2 separate regions of the Ovis aries genome follow, and region 2 is linked to region 1. A link is a contact called in public Hi-C data. All regions are on one chromosome and are shown on one strand. Each heading gives the region's core, a stretch centred on a gene start, on an enhancer-like site or on the middle of the called end of the contact. The rest is flanking DNA. Distances are from core to core; before and after follow the strand shown.

Region 1 (6,079 bases), core at 2,333-4,832:
TTAAGGCTGTATATTGTCACCCTGCTTATTTAACTTATATGCAGAGTACATCATGAGAAATGCTGGGCTGGAGGAAGCACAAGTTGGAATCAAGATTGCTGGGTGAAATATCAATAACCTCAGATATACAGATGACACCACCCTTATGGCAGAAAGTGAAGAAGAACTAAAGAGCCTCTTGATGAAAGTGAAAGAGGAGAGTGAAAAAGTTGGCTTATAGCTCAACATTCAGAAAACAAAGATCATGGCATCTGGTCCCATCACTTCATGGGAAATAGATGGAAACAGTGGCTGAGTTTACTTTTTGGGGCTCCAAAATCACTGCAGATGGTGACTGCAGCCATGAAATTAAAAGATGCTTATGCCTTGGAAGGAAAGTTATGACCAACCTAGACAGCATATTCAAAAGCAGAGACATTACTTTGTCAACAAAGGTCTGTCTAGTCAAGGCTATGGTTTTTCCAGTAGTCATGTATGGATGTGAGAGTTGGACTATAAAGAAAGCTGAGCACTGAAGAACTGGTGCTTTTGAACTGTGGTGTTGGAGAAGACTCTTGAGAGTCCCTTGGACTGCAAGGAGATCCAACCAGTCCATTCTAAAGGAGATCAGTTCTGGGTGTTCATTGGAAGGACTGATGTTGAAGCTGAAACTCCAATACTCTGACCACCTGATGCGACGAACTGACTCCTTGGAAAAGACCCTGATGCTGGGAAAGATTGAAGGCAGGAGGAGAAGGGGATGACAGAGGATGAGGTGGCTGGATGGCATCACCGACTTAATGGACATGGGTTTGAGTAGACTCCAGCATTTGGTTATGGACCGGGAGGCCTGGCGTGCTGTGGTTCATGGGGTCGCAAAGAGTCGGACACAACTGAGCAACTGAACTGAACTGAACTGAGAAAGAAAGGGATGGAGGAAGAAGGGAAAGACATTTCACCCAATATTCACTGATTCAGACCAGCCACCCCAAGCTGGTATACATGAACGGAATTTTTATTATAAAATAACGCCACTAAGAAGCTGTTTGACTTTCTGAAGGTGTACAAAACTCTCTGAGCTCCAACGTCTCCATCCATAAAGGAAAGTAGCAAGATGGGATCTCCGGTGGAGGCTATGCAGCGTGTGCTTCCATTCCCCCTAGAAGACTACAAACATCCCAAATCAATCTGAGCACGTTTCCCATGTGTTAGAAGGTGGGAGTGGGGAAGATGTTTCTTCACAATTCTGAACTAGACACCTGACTTTTTGCTTGTGCTTCCCAGCATTCAAACATTATTTCTCTTTGAGAGAATCCCAAAGAATGTGGGGTGCGGAGTTTCAACACCCCACATGTTGTCCAGGAAGTGGAGATTTCTTTTCCCAGCTTCCAGGACAGGAGAATGGGGTTTAGAATTGGCCAGCAGGATGCTCCCACTCAGGACTCTGAGTGTGAACAGGTGATACAAAGACACAGGCATTGTTAAAAGTTTCTCCCTGATGCAGAGCTGTCCAGTACCCCGATATGGCATGGTGACAGGTGGCAAGTATGGCTGGGCCAGAATTCCACACTTGCTCTTTGCCAAAAGGCGGAGAAGCGATGGGTCAGAATTCCGAACACCCTTCCTCCCATGTGAGCTGACCGCAGTCTGTGCTACCAACTTGGGTCCCACCCATTTTGCAACAATCAGGAGGAGGCCATGTGGCCCAGTGCTTGGGACTATGGCTTGGCAGTTGGATAGACATAGGTCTACCTGTTTGTGCAACGCGTGAGCAACACGGCCGTAGGTAAGTGACGTCACCTTGGGGAATACTAGTCTCTTCTCCATTAGGCAGACACCATAGCAAGTCCTCCGTAAGAGTTGTTGTGGGGATCTCATAAGATAATGTGGGCAGTGTGCCTAGCCTGGCACCTCGTAGGGGCTGAATAAATAGAGGCTGTGTTAAGGATGGAGGAGGAAGAGAAGACTTTTGAGAAGCTTTTAAAGTGGGGTACTAAAGCCAGAGCAGGTGCTCCTAGCTGTGAACAGTCTGAAGAGCTGTCCTGATATAGAAAAGCTGGCGAAGGCCCATCACAATGGGTGCTCCAGGCAGGAAACTGGCCTTCTCTCCCTGATGCTACTTAAACCCAAATCATCAAGTGTGTTGCCCTTGGAGGAAGCTCAGAGATGCAATAGGCTGCTGCTTGCATGAATGCAGAGGTGACGCTCAGTGAGTTAAGAGGACCAGCCTCCACTAATGCCAATTCCCCCGGATGGAGCAGGGCTGGCTTCTGATCTCAGGTGTGCCAGGCTGGGTGAGCAGGCATGCCAAGAGCCTGCTTCTCAGAGGTGTGTGCCAGCATCAGAGGCCAGATGCTCCCCTCAGACCTTCCATCAGCAACAGCATCTGCTCTCCTCCCAGGCTAGCTAGCTGCCACCCAGGTGGGAAGCTCCTTTTCCAAGCTGGACCCTTCTTTAAGGCACCACGCCCACCTCAGGCATTTGCCTGGGGTATCACAGATTGCTGTCCTTCCTTGGGTCAGCAAGGCCTCTAGTTGCACTGTCCACTTTCTGTCTGTTTCTGGTTCCAATGTGACTTAATGGGGAGCCTGGAAAACCCTGGTTGTTCAATAATTATAAAGCAGAGAAATTACCAGAGCATCAAAGGTTGCTCCCAATTGCTATATTAATTGTCCTTTGTTATCTCTCCAAATAAAAGACCGCTTGATAGAGACAAAAGCTAGCCGGCTTTTATTCCACAGCTTTCTGACTGGGGATGAGGGGCCACAGTCACTTTCTGAGGATGAGGGGCCCTTGTTGGCTCTGTCCATTTCTTTCCAGACACAGACTTCTGCTGCTCTCTGCCCAGCATGGACCCAGCAGGCCACGCCCCAACCCAAATAAGAGCAAGGCCCAGCACAGCACCATCCTGCCACAACCAGTTCCAGACCCTCTTGTCCCCTGGCCCAGTGGCTCACAGAGGGCGAAAGCCCTGATTCTTACTTGTGTGTTTCTATGCCCTTTTCCTTGAGTGCTGGTGTGTAAGTGCACGTGGGGACACTCCAGTTTGCAGAGCCAGTGTTTAGCGAGACTTCCTGCCTGCCAGGTGCCATGTGACTGCTTAGATGCCTTTCTTCTCAACAGTAGTTATGCAGGGTATTTTTCCCTCCGTTTTGCAGATGGGCCTTAAAGTGGTTAAGTTACTTGCCCAAGGTCCCACAGGAACGGCATGCTAGAGTCAAGATCAAGCTCCAGTTGCCCCAGTGGGGCTCCTAAGCCACTCTGCAGTGCTGCTCTCTGCGTACGTGTTCAGGGTGTGCGTGAGTGAGGGGTGCAAGAGTGTGCGTGAGTGCCTGTGAGAGGGTTAGGGGAGCAGGCAGTGTCTAAGCAGTGGATGGGCTCAGTAGAACAGGACTAAGTGAAAGGCGTGAGTGAAGTGATAGTCAGTTATCCGCACATTCGTTTTGTTTATTTCTAAGGACCCAGCCACACCTTGCTACAAACTGTTGGAGTCTAGTCATAAGCGGACTCATGTTTGAATGTTCAGCTCCCTTGAGCATCTATTTGTGCTGGGCCCTGTGCCCTGGGCTGTGAACGGCCTGGAGAAGAGTCAACCACGTGCCTGCCCCCTGGGCTCCCTGCCCAGTTTTCAGCCACAGATACAGGGAGTCCTCTCTTCCGCCACGCCTGCTTCTGCTGGGAGAATCTGGGAAAGCAGGCTAGAGTGGCCTTAAAGCCATTCCATTCATGTTTTCAAGTCATTTGCCAGGGTGCTCAAATGCCACCTGCCCAGGCAAGATCTAGACTCACTCAACAATTGACTATCCTGGGAACAAGGCTGTGCATCACTGATTCATAATTTGGCTGCGGCTCCGCAACTGCAGCTACGTTTGTGAATAAACAGAACAGGGTGAGGAGCCCTTCCATGGCCAGGCCTGATGGAGCTTTCACTTTAATTTCACCACAGCCCTCCTGAAAGAGATCCTGATCCCTTGTGACCAGCTGGGAGACCGTATTCTAGGAGGTGAGTGAGATTTTCCCCAATCACATGGCTCATAAAGGGCAAACCATGGAAGGAGTCAGGCTACTGCCCAACAGCGACTCTGAACCATCATCAGTTGCTCCATCTGCGCCAACAACACACAGAGATTATTCGTTAGTAGTGGGTTTCAAGTGAGGAAATTTGCGGGAAGTAAACACCCGTGCCTGGAGACAGGATCAGTGAAGACCCTCTGGGTTATTAGCAGCCCCTCTTGCCAGTTTCTGACCAGGGCTCGGGCTGTGGGAGATAAAGCTGAGGGCTGTAGCTCACTGGCACGAATTCCAAATCTATAGGTAAATCTTCAGTTTACAGCTAAGCCAGGGATCCTAAACCAGCCAGTGGCTAAAGACAGTCAAGATGTCTCAGGAACGTAGGAATGACGTGGAAAATAAGGAACAGGGCATCCAAGGGATAAAAACCTTTCTAAATTCAGGGCTAGAAATGGTCTCCCCTATTGAGCTGGGTGATTCCTACCACTGGGCAACCTATATTGTTTTTACTTTGAAATTTCCTGGAGACTGAAAAGGAAGAGCTACCCTCAGCTGTTAAAATTCACCTCAGCACACAATTCATGATGCAGTTGTATAGTTCTATTGTCTTCTCACACGTTATTCCAGGCTGCAGAGGAGCTATTACTGTGTTCATTTCACAAATGAGAAAACTGAGGCTTCAAGAAGTAAACTAATAATGCCCTGGTTGTATCTAACCCCATCTCTCTGGTCACGGAGCCCTCCCAGGATTTTCCTTCCCACTGGAATAAAATCTGACCTCTTATCTTGATTCATGAGACCGTCTGTGATCAGCACCCCCAAGCTCTCCCACCATCTCCCACCTTGCTTGCCCCTTGCACTCACCAGGTTTCAGCCACATCAGCCCTATTCTCATCCTGAACCCACCAGTCTTACCTTCAGCCCCAGCCTCTGCACTGCAGCTGTCTCCTCTGGAAATGCTGTCCCTCTAGAGCTTTGCACGGCTTATCCTTGTTCATCGTCTGAGTCTCAGCTTCAATGTCACTTCCTCAAAGAAGTCCTTGACCATACCACCTACACTGGCTTCCAGTCACTCCCTGTCATATTTGCATCCTAGCTTTGCTGTCTCCTGTCCAGCAATAAATACTTCCTATTTATCTGTGTAATGGAGTGTACCCACCACTAGAGTATAAGTTCCATGAGGGCAGATGGGGTGAGACGCCTAACAGGAGCTTAACCAAGTTTTGATGAGTGAATGAATCAATGAGTAAATAACTCACTGGAATTCAAATAACCCTGCATGGAACTCTCCATCCCTAAGTCAATATGACTCCAAAGCAAGGAATATGCTCCAACTAACTTTATAAGGAACATGCAAGGGTCTGTGTCCACACCTCCCAACTCTGAGCCAGGCAGCAGAACAACTGGGATCTCTTCTAGTGGTCCTGGGACAGCTACCAGCATCAGGCTTGGGCATGTCCAGCTCCAAGGAAGCAGTGCTCTGCCGGGAGAACTGGTCTGGCCCAGCTCAGCAGGCTCTGGTCTGGCTGGAAGTCCCCAGTGTCAGCTGGATTAGCAGGCCTAGTGAGCAGCAATGATGGCTGTATCAAAAACCGCAGAAAGGAACCACATCCTTAGCAACTCCCAAAACACCAAGGAAGGGACGTCTGCAGGACTCTGAAATTCCCACAATGCAGATGAACTTAGCAGGTGAGATGCGGTGCTCACGCTCATGTGAGAACCAGCACGGGAAGACCACTCAGGGTCAGGCCTGACTCTGAAGCCCAGCCAGCCTTGGGAGGATGTTCCCTTAGACATTTACTGGATGGGGTCACCATAAGCTGTCAGGGCTGAGACAGGAGTTCGGAAGCCAAAAGTAGCCCAACTGAGGTAGAGAGGGCACCAGAGCCCAAGAGGGGAGCCCAGGCCGGGCCAGGTCCAAGTCAGAGGAAACAGACAACCAAGGTGAGGGCCAGCTGAGGAGTCAGGGTCATGGCCAGTCCAAATGCAGTCAGGGAAGGGCTCAAGGGCAGGCCAACGCTGCCAGGCGGTTTGGGCTGCTACCCATTAGAGGTGGTCAGAGCCTCCTTGGAAGGTCCAGCCTCCGAGG
Region 2 (5,834 bases), core at 3,052-5,551, 210 kb after region 1:
AAATCAGTGAGTCATCCTACGGCCTGCAGTCCCCAAGGAGGGGACATGGGTTCCCACCAGATAACCTCCCTGACTAGTGAAGTGTCACACCAGGCAAATGAAACGCTGTGCCTGTCTCCTCGTCTGTAGAATGGAAACATGAATACTAATAATCAGTTCACGTGAGGACTAGAGGAGTTTATACACAGTGCCTGACACCTAGTAACAACTTACCAAGTCATTTCTATAATGATGACAATGCTATGGGCACAGAAGCATACAGGGGTAAGACCAGCTACATAGCAGATCTGCCAGAGTTATCTGAAGAAGCTTCCCAGCAGGTGGCTATAGATGTAGCCTGAAAGGCTGGGAGGGGTGTGTCCCAGGAGGCAGGCAGAGCAGGAGAAGGAGAGTATGCGCATAATACAGACAATTCTGGGAGCCACCCAGCATGGCTATAAGACAGGGTCAGAGCAAGGGGTATGAGAGGCCAGGCAACTTGCTAGCCAGGTGAGCAGGGCAGATGTTGAGGCTCTGAGATCTTTTCCCACCCCCTCCAGTGCCAGAAAGGAGGCCCCCTCAGGGTACTGGAGCTGTCAGGAAGGAGGTAGGGGGTTCGACCTTCCTCCGGTCGCTTGTCCCAGAGTTCCCACACAGTGCAGGACGCATGAGCTCCTCCATCACCCACTCTGGGAGCACCAGAACAAGTGAAGAATTAGGAGACCTGGTTCCTGTCCCAGCTCTGACACTTTCCAGCCATGTGGCTATGGGAAAACCACTGCCTCCATCTGAGGCTCAGTTTAGTCACCCATAGAAGGGCCGCTGCAAGGCTGAGAGGTAACCCGTGAAAAGAGGCGTGAAGGCTGTTACCTATTCACAGTCCTGGACAGCTCCCTCCACATACAGAAATTTTCCTGTCCCCACCGGGCCAAAAGGGGGCTACTGAGCACACTCCCCAAGGCAGCCACCCGCTCCCCACCCCAAACCCTAAAGTGGAAGGCTCAGACCTACAGAGTTGCAGGACGCTCCAAGGCAAAAGTACCACTGAACGTTCGCCGTGTGCCACGCAGATGGGGAAACAGAGGCACGGAGTCTGTGACGTGCTCAAGCCACCAACTAAGTTGGGCAGCAGGTTGGGTGCGTGGGTTGGGCTGAGCTGGATGTCCCAGCTCCTGAGGGAGGCTCTCAGCTTATTCGCTGAGGCCCCCGATGGGAAGAAGTGGATGGTGGAGGAACTGGAACCACGGGGCAGAATGCCGTGACGGCAACTGAGAAGATAACAAGCCTTGTGGAAGGGTCTGGAGGCTGGGAAGGCAGGGCCTCAGAGAATGGAGCGGGCATCTGATTGGAAAACAGAAAGGAGGCAGGCCAGAGGAGTCTTCTGTGCATGTCTGCGCTCTGCCAGACCTGACCGCCACCCACCCTTAGAGGCACAGAGCTGGGCAGGGTCCAGATGCCTCCTGGATCCAACCAAGGTGTGAAGACCAAAGGTCCTCCCCAGTACTCCACCACCCCCACAGGGCCCCACGACGGCCTGGTAAACAAGTCTTTACCTCGAAGCACCCGGCAGGTCAACCTGTCTGCACCAGAGCCTGGGGCTGGTGAGGAGATGAAGACAAGTCTCCATTCTCAACCCAGAAGGCCCAGCCCAGACCTCACCCACTGAGTAGCTGTGAGGTCCTGAGCGGGTCACTTAAATCTCTCTGAGTCTCTTTCTTGAGAGGCAAATTACACCTTCTGGCTTGTGGAGAGGATGTAACGAGAGACTATTTCCCAAGTGTTCCGTGTACAGCAAGCACTCAATAACTGTGACTTTCCTCCAGCGCCTTCAGCCCTCTGGCTCCCTTCTAGATGGGGGTGTGAGGAGTGGAGACAGAGGAGGCAATCCTGGATAGGCAGGAATTCATCCCCACTGGCGCCAGGCCCCTGCCCACCCCCAGCCCATGGAGGGCCCCCTGTTCGAGGGCACCATAGTCAGGACACCCTACATAAGCCCTTAAGCCACTGCCTTCCTCTGGGCCCCAGGCTCCCCTTACCCAGGCCTAAGCAATGACCTTCTTTTCCTGCTGGGGGATCCCTGGAGGGTGGAGGGTGAGGAAATTAATAGCACTGAAGTCTGTTCTGAAGGTGGGTGTGGGCTGGGCCCCACGCTGGCGCCCATAGGCCAGCCTCCTGCAGCCTGCGCGGTCCTGCTGGCCACTGAAGCTGCCTGTGAAGCCAGGTGATTTATGGGCCTGCACGGGCTGAGTGGAATCCATCTTCCAGCTCCCAGTGGCTGGGAAGTGAAAGTACCATCTTCTCTGCTCACCCCAGGCCTCCAGGCCCACAGAGGCCAAGGCCATGAAGGTGGGGGTTCAGAACACACAGTCCCCAAAGAGGCCTGATTACCATCAGGAAACCCTGCTCTTGGTTTACAGAGGCCCAGAGAGGGCTAGCTACTTGTCCCAGGGTCACACAGAGAGACTAGGGAGGAGGATGTAGAGCTGGGGCTGAGAGACCAGCAGGAAACTTTGTTAATGAGGACCTGAGTTCAGCTCATCCTGCCTTTGGACAAGTCCCTCACAGTGCAGTTTAACAGCACCTAACTCAAGGCAATGTGAGAATTCAATGAACGCATGCCTCAGAGGCCCTCAGCATGCTACCCAGCACACAGTAGACACATACTAAGGCACAGCATCTTCCAAGGGCCCATATGGATCCAACATGCCTTATTATTTCTCAAAATTGGAATAGGGACAGCAAGTGTCTGAGTCTCAAGAACTGGAGCCCAGGGTCCTCAAGAGGCTAGGGTAGACTCAAGGCTGAGGTGAGATTTCTTAGAGTTGCTGCCATCAAATGCCATGCTTGCCCAGCGGGGAAGAGCTGAGATTACCCCTGGCTCCATGCTATAGAGAGCTGGGCCCACTTTGTGTGCTGGGCTTGGCTCCTCTGTCCTCTTCAGTCACTCCCTAGTTTCCAGATGCAAAAGGAACTGGCAAGGGAGGTGGAAGGGGGAGTTCTTCTGGATAGGGCTTTTGAACATGAGTGGTCACCCCTCATGTCACCTGCATCCCCCACTTTTTAGAAGTAGCTATACTTTGTCACTCGCTAAGAGATTTGGACAAAATATTTAGAGAACTGACTGAACATCCTGACCGAGGTGGTCATCAAAGCAATAGGAACTGGCCTAGTTCTTAGCTGGGGCTTGATTCTTGCCCTTCAGGTTCTTAAACACCCAGAAACTCTGTCCTAAGGTTTTGGACCTGGGGTAGGGATGGCTTTCTGACTGCTGCAATGCTATGGATTTTGGGGGGCAGGGTGGAGGGGTGGTGGAAGGAAGGCAGCTGTTGCCCCAGCCACCTTTCATCAAGTGAATCACCTTTTCAGCACCTTTCAGCACTGGGTCAGGCCTTCAAGGGTTTCTCAGCTTACTCCCATTTCCCAACTTAAGGAACCCAGGCCACCTTAATGAGGAGGGGTTGGGGTGCCCTCCCACAGGAATGTGCTGGGACAGTCCTCGCTGGTGTCCCTAGAGGTCTCAAAGGTTTTCAGACTATCCACCATCACCAGAGCTGCTCAGCTGACACCTGTGTGAGAGGAGAAGCAAAGTAGCTGCCTGATAACAGCCCATGTGACAAGCGGAAAGGCTAAGGCCCAGAAAGGGGTACCTAATGGCTCCTATAGGGAGGCAGAATTTCCCATGGGAAGATCAAGCAGGCTCCTGGCATTCTCCCTTCTCCTCCCACCCCCAGCCCTGTGGACCTGAGCTGCAGTCCTCTGAGCTCTCAGGAATCCAGGCTGAGTTTGCTGGCTGTCAGAATAGCGTAGCCTTGAGAATGAATTCAGGGCTGGCAAATTCATTTTGCCTCTTCTCCCTCCGGTGGTGGAAGGAATGATCTCGCCGGCCCTGAAGGAGTTCAAGCCGAGGTCAGAGAAGCCCTCTGAAGGATGTTCTAAAAAGAGGGTTGAGGGGGATGGTACTCCGGCCTGCTCCCTCGTTGGCCCAGGGTCCGCGCTGATCCCTGCTCAGGAGGCCTGGGGCCATCCTCGAATCTGCGTGGCACGTCCGCTCTCCCAAGCGGGCCTCGTCAATCAGGCAACGGCCCCAGCCGAGCCAGTACGTCTTCCGCTAGTCTCAGGCCCCCGGGGAGACCCCCGCCTCTGCTCTCTCCGGGTGCCCGCCTCCACCCCACCCCGCCCCCAGCGGCGGTGTCATTGTTCTCTGACGTCACGCAGAGGCCCCGCCCCTCGACCCCCATCCCGGCTCCCGGGCTCCGACTCCTGGCGCCCGAGACCCAGCAGCCTCTAAAGCCCCGGCAGAGCAAGGCTCCCCCCGCGGCCCGGCCGGGGCTGCGCCCCCTTGCGCTCTCCCCAACTTGCCTTTGTTATTCCAGCTCCCTTCCTCGCCTCGCCTCCAACACCGCGGCGGATTGGAAAACGCGGAGCGCGGAACCGCCACTACACCTGGAATCCGAAGCCGGCGCCGGGCCGAAGCCTCCCCAGCTGGCGCGGGGAGGGGAGTGCGCGCGTGCGCGCGTGTTTGTGTCCAACCCGGGCTGTGCGGGCGCTGATTATGATTTGGGACTGAGGGTACCGCAGATCATGAGTAGGGGGGCTGAGGGGAAGGGTTATGGAAGAGGACGTGGAAGGATGTGTTTGCATGTGTACCTGAATGTGAGGATTTAGTGCACAGGGGATGTTTTGTTTTTTGAGTGTATGTGGGTTTGTACAGTGGTGTGTGCGCGCTTGCCATGTACACTGGCATATTTGTGAGCGCAAATGTACGTGTGTGTGGGTGCGTGTGCGTGTGGAAGCGTGTTAGTAATACTCAGTGTGGGTGCAAACGTGTGCCGTTTGGGTAGGAGTTTCCGTGTGAGGGGCAGCGGATGTGAGCTGAAGTGGGTGCACACTTAGATGCTCTCAAGGGTGGGTCTGCCTGGGGAACCCCGCGAGCGGCTGTATCCAACTACACCTTGTGAGTGCCATCATTCTCCCCGACTCCTGGGACAGTGCACAGCCCTAAGCCGGAATCCTGCGCCACCGCTCCCTTCTCGCCCGCCCGCTCCCAGCCCCCGCCGCCCACCGCCCGCGCACTTTAGGCCTGGGATGTTCCCCGCGGGGCCTTGGGGAATCCAAGCGCTTTTGGACCGCAGAGAGTGCGGGGACAGACCTTGCGCACCGCTTCTACCCGGCGCTCCAGCCTCCTCCAACATTGCCTTTGGTGGGAGGGGGCTGGCGTCCTCTGCTCCCCCCACCCGCCAGCCCCCGGGCTCTAGGAGCAACCCCAAAGCCTTCTCCAAGAGAAGGCTTTGGCAATCTCTTTAGCAACTCGCTCAGCCCTAGTACTGGTACCTGACAGCTTTCGCAGCCCCGAGCGCACTCCTGTCGGGGGCGTGAGAGCAGAGCGGGGGACACTACGCTGAGACTGGTGATTTCAGCCTCCTTCCCAGTATGAACACATCTTAGGTTCAGCATTTCTCTCCTGCTCCAAACTTGCTGGGGCAGCTGGGGGTGAGGTCGCAGTTAGGGAGGGGGTGGGTGGGAGCTTCCAGAGAGCAGTGGAGGGAAGAGAGAGAAGGAGGTGAGTGGGAGTAGGGGAGTGGGTGACGCACGAAGCCTATCGGAGCCCTAGAGGGGAAAAAGCCTGGAGAGCGCCCAGACCGAGACGCTCGGAAAAAAGGGAGAAAAAGAAAAGGGGAAAGAAAAGGGAGAGAAAAAAGAAAAGAGACCGCGAGAAAGGCGAGACCGCAGAGAGCGCTAGGGAAGCCGAGCTGAGCGCTGGCGGCGGCGGCGGCGGCGGCGGCGGTGGTGGCGCTGCGCTCCGCTCCTCCCTCCTCCCCGAGTTCCGCACCGGCTTTTGCGGCCGGCCGGCGGCG

The links. Hi-C and Micro-C count contacts between places; a contact is called where the count stands out from the background.
Region 2: a Hi-C map of hypothalamus shows a contact between it and region 1, with 4 times the contacts expected there. The contact joins two enhancer-like sites. A contact is called at or near these places in 2 of 16 Hi-C or Micro-C datasets (hypothalamus and skin fibroblasts).

Annotation. Positions count from the first base shown.
Region 1 is chr25:33,673,634-33,679,712 of ARS-UI_Ramb_v3.0, forward strand. No RefSeq gene overlaps it. Among named protein-coding and RNA genes, the nearest start is that of ZMIZ1, 270 kb to the right of the region's middle. Within about 2 kb of position 3,583, at least 25 of the 54 cell types and tissues checked have an H3K27ac peak or open chromatin away from gene starts, as enhancers often do. A contact at or near this core is called in hypothalamus, where this site is marked.
Region 2 is chr25:33,886,335-33,892,168 of ARS-UI_Ramb_v3.0, forward strand. No RefSeq gene overlaps it. Among named protein-coding and RNA genes, the nearest start is that of ZMIZ1, 54 kb to the right of the region's middle. Within about 2 kb of position 4,302, at least 26 of the 54 cell types and tissues checked have an H3K27ac peak or open chromatin away from gene starts, as enhancers often do. A contact at or near this core is called in hypothalamus, where this site is marked.